Regions from separate parts of the Macaca mulatta genome. Here region 2 is linked to region 1. A link is a contact called in public Hi-C data. All regions are on one chromosome and are shown on one strand. Each heading gives the region's core, a stretch centred on a gene start, on an enhancer-like site or on the middle of the called end of the contact. The rest is flanking DNA. Distances are from core to core; before and after follow the strand shown. Region 1 has its middle 100 kb from the start of ICE1. Region 2 holds the start of MED10 (mediator complex subunit 10).

Evidence for each region. A called contact is a pair of places that touch in the nucleus more often than the background predicts.
Region 2: a Hi-C map of CD4 T cells shows a contact between it and region 1, with 5 times the contacts expected there. The contact joins the promoter of MED10 here to the enhancer-like site in region 1. A contact is called at or near these places in 2 of 14 Hi-C or Micro-C datasets (CD4 T cells and fetal cortex germinal zone).

Annotation. Positions count from the first base shown.
Region 1 is chr6:6,646,732-6,650,642 of T2T-MMU8v2.0, forward strand. No RefSeq gene overlaps it. Among named protein-coding and RNA genes, the nearest start is that of ICE1, 100 kb to the left of the region's middle. Within about 2 kb of position 1,405, at least 10 of the 40 cell types and tissues checked have an H3K27ac peak or open chromatin away from gene starts, as enhancers often do. A contact at or near this core is called in CD4 T cells, where this site is marked.
Region 2 is chr6:7,473,063-7,477,013 of T2T-MMU8v2.0, forward strand. MED10 (mediator complex subunit 10) reads right to left here and starts at 2,643. Exons shown (of 4, transcript NM_001260853.1): 1 at 2,471-2,643; 2 at 1,263-1,346. The coding sequence starts at 2,592.

The DNA of each region.
Region 1 (3,911 bases), core at 155-2,654:
GGAAAAAAAATAATATAAAGGATCAGTCAATACATGAAATTTTGAAAGAATTATTTCTCCCTTTTTTGCCTTTTTGAATTTGAGAGCAAATTATAAGTATTTTAGAAATGAAATCCATGCTCATTCAGTAATCATCCAGAATGTTTATTTCCAAATCTCTTGATTCCATGTTCTCCCATGATATTGTTAACTGCCCAGTGGGTTCACCTTGCCCGCTGCCTAGACAGAGCTGATTTATCAAGAGAGGGGGCCATAATCCTAAGCAGATGCAAGGACAGAAAACCAATAGAGAAAGAGTAATTCATACAGAGCCAGCTGTTTGGGAGATGGAAGTTTTATTATTACTCAATCAGTCTCTCAAAGCTCCTAGCTTAGGGGATTTTCAAAGGCAGTTTGGGACAATAGGTTGGAGTGGCCAAGTAACAGGTGCTTGCTGCTGATTGGTTGGGACAGAGATGAAATCATAGAGAATGGAAGCTGTCCTCCTGCAGGCTGAATTGCTTCTGGGTGGGGCCACAGGAGTGGGGTTGGTGGGTCCAGGTGGAGCTATGGGTGTCAGACATGCAAAAAACCTGAAAAGATATCTCAAAAGGCCATCTTAGGTTCTAGGATACTGATACTACTTGCAGGAGCAGTTAGGTCAGTTGTATGTGGCTGACAATCATTTCTATCTGCACCCTAGCAGGGTTCAGTTTCCTCTGCTCCTTCTAGCCTGGCAGCCTCTCATTAGCTCTGCAAAGACGGTTGAGTTTGGTGGGGAGGGCTATTACCATTTAAACTATGAACTAAAAGTCTCCCAAAGCGAACCCAGGAATAATCAAAGGCAGCTGGGTGGGTGAGGAGACTAAAGCTAGGAGCTGGGTTGAGCTAGATCAGATCTCCCCCATTGTCACAACCTTCTTGCCAATTATAATTTTGGAAAGGCAATTTCAATATTGAGTTTTCCCAATAGCATGTATCATATCCTGTCTTGGATTATTGTTTTTGTCCACTTATCTAACTCATTATATGCTAGCTCAAATATGCTTCAATGATATTCTGCACACTTAGGATAGGGCTCGAGTAAATGTTTGTTTAACTGAATTAAGCTCCCTTTTTCCTGCCTTCTTTTTAGACAGGCACAATGATTAGCAGCTAAAGTTTTCAATCATGAAGGCATCTTTTATTTCCTCATATGCTTGCAACATTACTTATGTTAAGTCCACTTCTAATATTAATCTATATTCATAATCATTCATAACTTTATCTTTTACTTATGTTTTATGAAATATTCTGAATGACATGTTTAAGTTTTTATCATGAGTGGACAGGATCATTTCTGTTGGGAGCCTTCATTGTGTTTTTTGAGAGCAATGCTATAAATATTTTTGTTTAGTTCATTTGTTTAACATGATTCTCTGATTACTGGGCACTGACTTGTCCTTCTTCCAACAGTTGGAAAGTTGAGTAAGAATCGCAGCAGCGGTTGTCATTGGTGTTAGAACAAGAGTGACTTCGTTTTGAGTGAGGGCTAGGAAAATGAAACTGAGACTCCATTTTGAGTGACGAGTAGGAAAATGAAACTGAGACTCCATTTTGAGTGATGAGTAGGAAAATGAAACTGAGACTCCATTTTGAATGAGGGCTGGAAAACGAAACTGAGACTCCATTTAGAGTGAGGGCTGGAAAATGAAACTGGACTCTATTTTGAGTGAGTGCTGGAAAATGAAACTGAGACTTGCTGGGCTGCATTCTCAGAAAGTTAGGCATTCCGAGGCTCTATATGTTTAAGGTTAAGGGGACAAATTAATAATGTTTACTAAATGTTGTCGGATATCTGGACAACAAAGGCATTCCTAATTTTGCTTTAAAGATAATAGTATTGAATCTTGCAAAATATAGTAGTTAAGAAAATTAATCCTTTATCAAAAACCCTTGTAGCAGAGCACATCTCCCCATAGACACAAGCATTGTACCTAGGGTGGACGTGTCCTCCTCTTACTTTCAGGAACAGCCTACTCTCTCTATGGAGTAGCTGTCCTTTCACCACTTTACTTTCCTAATAAACTTGCTTTGACTTTGCACTGTGGAGTCCCTGAATTCTTTCTTGCGTGAGAGCCAAGAACCCTCTCTTGGGGTCTGGATTGGAAACCCTTTCCTGTAACATGGTCACTGAGGACCTGTGGATGATGTGGACAAATCCTGTTACATTCCCTGCTGCCACTTTCTCACCTGTAAAATGGGATTTATATGTCTTGTCTACATCATGAAGTTGTTTTGGGAAAAAGTGAAAAAGTAACGATGTACTTTGACATGCCCTAGCACATTCTGGAATGATTATGATTACATGCTTCCTCTAAGGAGAGAAGTGGCAAACACACAAGCCCTGTTTTGTGGCTGTGGCTGACCCCACTCCTCACAGTGACCTTCTCCTGGACCTTGATTCAGCCTCAGCTTTCTCAACACAGTGCCAAGAGATTAAATTTTGCACAGGAGGTAAATTTGCTTTAGAGAGCATGTTTTAGGCAACCCAAGAGATGTCCAATGTGATTGAGCTGAAATACTCTATGCAGAGGGCTCCCTCTACGAGCACATCTCTGTTCACTCACACAGAGGCCAGTCCCTCAACCTCACTGTTTGGTTTTTACAAAAGGCTTCCCCTTCTTGCCCTTTCTCCCTGCCCTGAGACCCAACCTTCCCTCTCAGGCTCATTGATGGAGTCCAGAGCGCAGACACAGCCTGGGGTCAGAGGGAGCATGCACAGGTGGCTTCTGAACAAGGTTTCATCTCCTACTCATGCTGCTAGCTGAATCTCCAGAGGAAATGGGTTATAAATAAGTCTCTGTAAGATTGACTTGCTTGATTACATTTTTCTAATCTGTCATTTTGTTTTTTAAATTAAAGTTCTTTTTTTTCCCCTCAAAACACATTATTACATTTGTGGTTAGGTTGTACATCTTGAAACCCTTTATTCTGCCCCAACCACTACTTGAAAACTTATAATTAAGTAACCTGGCATGCTTTCATGAGAAATGGAAATTTTGTAAGAACAAAATGTGTTGGTGGATGTATCCTGAGAGAGATTTCCTAGTTAAAAAAAAAATTAACTCTATAGGCCCTCTCTGACAGAAAGAGGTAGAAATTTTTTTTTTTTTTTTTTTTTTTTTTTTTTTTTTGAGATGGAGTTTCTCTCTTGTTGCCCAGGCTGGAGTGCAATGGCACAATCCTGGCTCACCACAACCTCCTCCTCCTGGGTTCAAGCGATTCTCCTGCCTCAGCCTCCCGAGTAGCTGGGATTACAGGCATGTGCCACCACATCCGGCTAATTTTGTGTTTTTAATAAAGACGGGGTTTCTCCATGTTGGCCAGACTGGTCTTGAACTCCTGACCTCAGGTGATCCACCCACCTCGGCCTCCCAAAGTGCTGGGATTACAGACATGAGCCACCATGTCTGGCCAGAAAGAGGTAGTAATTTCAAAACCAAAGAAAAGTTTGTTAAGGAGATTAACGCAAGAGTAACATTCTTGAGAGAACGTACTAACACTTTGCACTAAGTCGTTTGCCGTTTGCCCAGTGAAATGAGTCTTTCTCCCATGTCTTTTCAGGTGTCTGCCACAGACTGCTGGGCTTTGGAAGCAAATAAGAGAATCTCTGCAAAATTGTTGTAAGCAATTAAGAAGAGACTTCTAATTCTGTTAACGGAAGACTAGATAATGAAGACCAGTCTTCCTACCAAGAGCAATTAGAAAAACTGAACACAACATTAAAAAAAAAAAAAAAAAAAGCTTATCTATCTGTTTAAAACTTTGGAGAACTTCCAAGACAGCAAGAACTCGAAGGCCGGCTGATATGGTTTGGTGCTGTGTCCCCACCCAAATCTCACCTTGAATTGTAGTTCTCATAATACCCATGTGTCATGGGAAGGACCCAG
Region 2 (3,951 bases), core at 1,393-3,892, 830 kb after region 1:
TGCCTAGCACTTCCCTCTGCCCTTAAGCAATCTGTTCACATCAGTCTCCATTTGTTCTGCTTCAGAAGACACAGTAGTTACTTGCCACTTGTCACTATATGCATCCCCTGCACTCATAATCAGAAGCGCACAAAAGAGGACGCTCTGTATTCCTGGACTCAGAAAGCCAAAGCCAAGAGTCTGGAGCTGTCTCAGGTGCAAGACCTTCATCCCACCTAAAGTCAGAGACCTCAGTGGTGCCCACTGAGCACAGGTAAGGAACACGTGGCAAAGTCATCAGCAGGTGAACAGAAGATCAGAGACCAAGAAAACTACCTCTGTGTCCTGTCTTTGTAGGCACTATAGCTAGAACTTGTATCTGACCTTTAGGGATGGAAAACAACCATAACTCTTTCCCTTTACAGCTCAAGGAAATCTAGTGATTTACATTTGCAGTTTTGCTGCAAGAAATACTAGAATGTTCTTGCTGTTCCAAGCCAGCACCATCAAGGAGAGGCTGCTCTGCACTGGTCAAGAAAGTATGAGTCCGGGGGTTTTGTCTTAACTCTGACACTTACTAGGTAAACAACCTATTGCAGTTACTTATTAGCTCCTTCACGTGTGAAATCAGAGACGTGACCAAATCAATGTGATAAAACCTGGATTTCAAAAACCTAAAAGCTTACTCCTGTATGTGTTTTCAGTACTATTACTAAGATAAGATAGATGCACACAACTCTCCCACAGAAAACAGTGAGCAGCCTCCCCAAACAGGCTTAGAATAAAAAACCTTTCTTTCCTCCTTCAACAGAACAGATATTTTCATTTCTCAGAACCAGCACTCCACGGGCAGTTTGGGAACATCAGACCAGACTGCTTTTCAGGTTGCCTCTGGCTGACATTTTTAAAAAACGTACAATATAGCCCTCATAAGAATTTTCACCTCTTAAGGAAAAAAGGAAGTTTTGTGGCTGTTCTTCAGCCGAAGCAGGACTTTGAGAACCTATGATGTTTTTCACATATTTAATAAGCTTTTTTTACATGTAACTTTTTTTCAACAATACAATATTAAGGAGATACTTTTTTTAGTTTTGTAATCCCATTAGAACGTTTCCATGAGGGCAGGTATTTTTGTTGATTTTTTTTCCACTGGCACATCCCCAGCACCCAGGCTGTGCCTACCACACAGCAGGCACTCAAATGTCAGTGATGAAGAAGTCACGATACCACACCACAATTGAACAAGATTTATACCCAAGACTAATACCAAGAATGTTACTTACTCAAAAACTTCTAACGGTACAGTAATATCATGAAGCTGCTGTCTGCACTTATCAATATCCTGTAAGCCAGTAACGATAAAATTCCTGGGGGAAAGGCAAAAACACAGGCGTCTGGTTAATTTCACTTGGCAGCATAAGCACCACCCACAGAGCTACCCGGCCAACTGCGGCTCCACGCAAGTTCTACTCACACCTGTGCCGGTTACACACGGCTCTCACCTCTGGTTAGCTACAGGACTCCTAGGACACGGTTACAGTTACAAAATACCCTTACATATTTGTGACTTTCCTTCTCAACTAGAAATTTCCAGTAAGGGGGATGGAGACGGAACCTGGTGAAAAATATGAACCTTCTCTCCAAAACAACTACCTGCATATGACTGTGTGTGCGGTTTCAGCGAACACATGGGGCAGCGGACTATACTCAAAAGTCTGAGGGAAACAAAGCCATCCTGTCTGGTTTAGCTTCCTCTCCTCTCTGGAGACTTCCTACACAGGCAGAATGGCCTGGCTATTCCCACAGCACTGGGTATGGAACCTCGGCTGCAACATTTTCTGTGTCCGCGCCCCACAGAAAGCCCTTCTCCAAAGTGCTGTACTTGCATTTGCATGTTCTCCATCCCAGGGCCTAGCACCATGAGCAGCACAAGGCTGGTGCCAAGAAATAATAATAATAAACGTCTGCAGCTTTTCTCAGCACCACTTCCCCCCCCAGTTCCTCCACTGTCAGGCCTATGCAGCAGGTGGCTTCCAAGCCTCACCTTCTGAGGCCTAGTTTAGGGCGCGCACTCACTGCGGAGCCTGCCTCCCTTCTGGGGACAGGGACTGAATTCCCAGAAGAGCTCCAGGAGGAAAAGGCTGGGAGGGGGTTACACATGAGAGGGGAGACGCTAAAAAAGAAAGCATGATTCACTTGATAGGGAAACGGAAAACATATCATCTGGCCATGATTACGTCTCCAAAGGGGCCTCAAAGAGGTTCCTCTAACGCAAACTGGGAAGGGGGCGGTTGGCAACAGGCGGCAGCGCGGGCCCCGCCCTCTGATCACAGCCAGGAAAGGCGCCCCGGGCTCTGAGACCAGACCAGAGGGTTGGCGGGGCAGGAGCAGCAGTCAGGCTCGGCTCTGGCTCCCTAGATCCCCGCTCCCCGAGCACACGCTGCCGGGCCAGGCCCTGGGGAGACGCCGGCAACCTCGGGCCGCCACTCACAGCTTCTGGTTGAGCCCGGCCTGGCTGCTAGGCTGGAAGTCACTGACGATGATGCCGAGCTGCCTAATGTTCTCCACGAACTTCTCCAGGTGCTCCTCTAGGTGGTCAAACTTCTCCGCCATCGCCTCCGCGCGACCCCCGCCCACAGACCCTCAGCCAGCTGCGCCGCAGGCGGGCCCTAAGCTCCCACTTCCTGCTTCCGTCCGGACAGATACGACTTCCGTTTCCTCTGGGGGGCGCGCGGGCGAGCTCTTGGGGGCGGAGCCTGGTTAGCGGGACGGGCGTGTTGGGGGCGGGGCCTAAGTGCGGGGCGGGGCGGGCTTTCGGGGATGCTGTATGGATTCCGGAGGAGGTTTCGGCGCGCAGCGGGGCGAGTGCTAACTGCTTGCACTCACATCAGACCTGTCTCGGTCATGGGAGAAGTTGAAGACTTCGTGCAATGCAGCATCTTCAAGCAACACACACGGATGAAAATCCTAAAGTTTGCATGAAGGACCAATAACGGTAGTCTCCCTGCCCCTCTACCAGAACCCTTGGGATCAGCGCCGGCCTGCCTCCTTTCCTCTATGTAATCGGCGGCCACTTCCCCTAGATCTTGCTGCTAACCATGCTTCCCGGACACCTGCTGCCTTCTTAGGTCAGGGTCACACCTCCTCAGGCCAATTCTGACCAAACAGCACCCTATGGGGTTGCCCTGTCTCTGAAAATAACCTCCCCTGCTTCACAAAGCTTTTAGTAAACTGCTGTTCATCTCATTGAAATTCAATTTAGATCATTTCACTCTGATGTTTAAGAAACGAAACTTTCCTGCCCGATCTCCTGTGATAGCTGATATCTCCTCCAGCCTGTTTGAGTTCCTCAAGTGATTTCTTTTACTGAATGTATTTGTGGCCTGTACTTTTCAGTGCCTAGAAACAGGCAAAGTGAGGGAGCTCCTTTTCTAGATGAATCTCCAGAGCCTCTGTCAGCTGTGACCAGAAATGGAAACCCAGAGAAGGTAAGTGACTTGCCAAACTTAAGGAATCAGGGCACTCCAGTTGGTATGACAGGCTGGGCTGATACACAGAAATGTTACGTAAAATACTTCTCTCCTGATTTAACAACAATTAACTTTAGGGAATTATAAAACGAGGTGAAGGCTGGGCACAGTGGCTCACGCCTGTAATCCCGGAACTTTGGAAGGCCAAGGCAGATGGATCACCTGAGGTGAGAAGTTCGAGACCAGCCTGACCAATATGGAGAAACCCTGTCTCTACTAAAAATACAAAAATTAGTCGGACGTGGTGGCGTGCACCTGTAGTCCCAGCTACTCGGGAGGCTGAGACAGGAGAATTGCTTGAACTCAGGAGGCAGAGGTTGCAGTAAGCCAAGATCATACCACTGCACTCCAGCCTCGGCAACAGAGCAAGACTCAAAAAAAAAAAAAAAGAAAAGGTGGAAATAAAATACTGGACAAAAAAAAATTTTGAAGTTATTAGGGA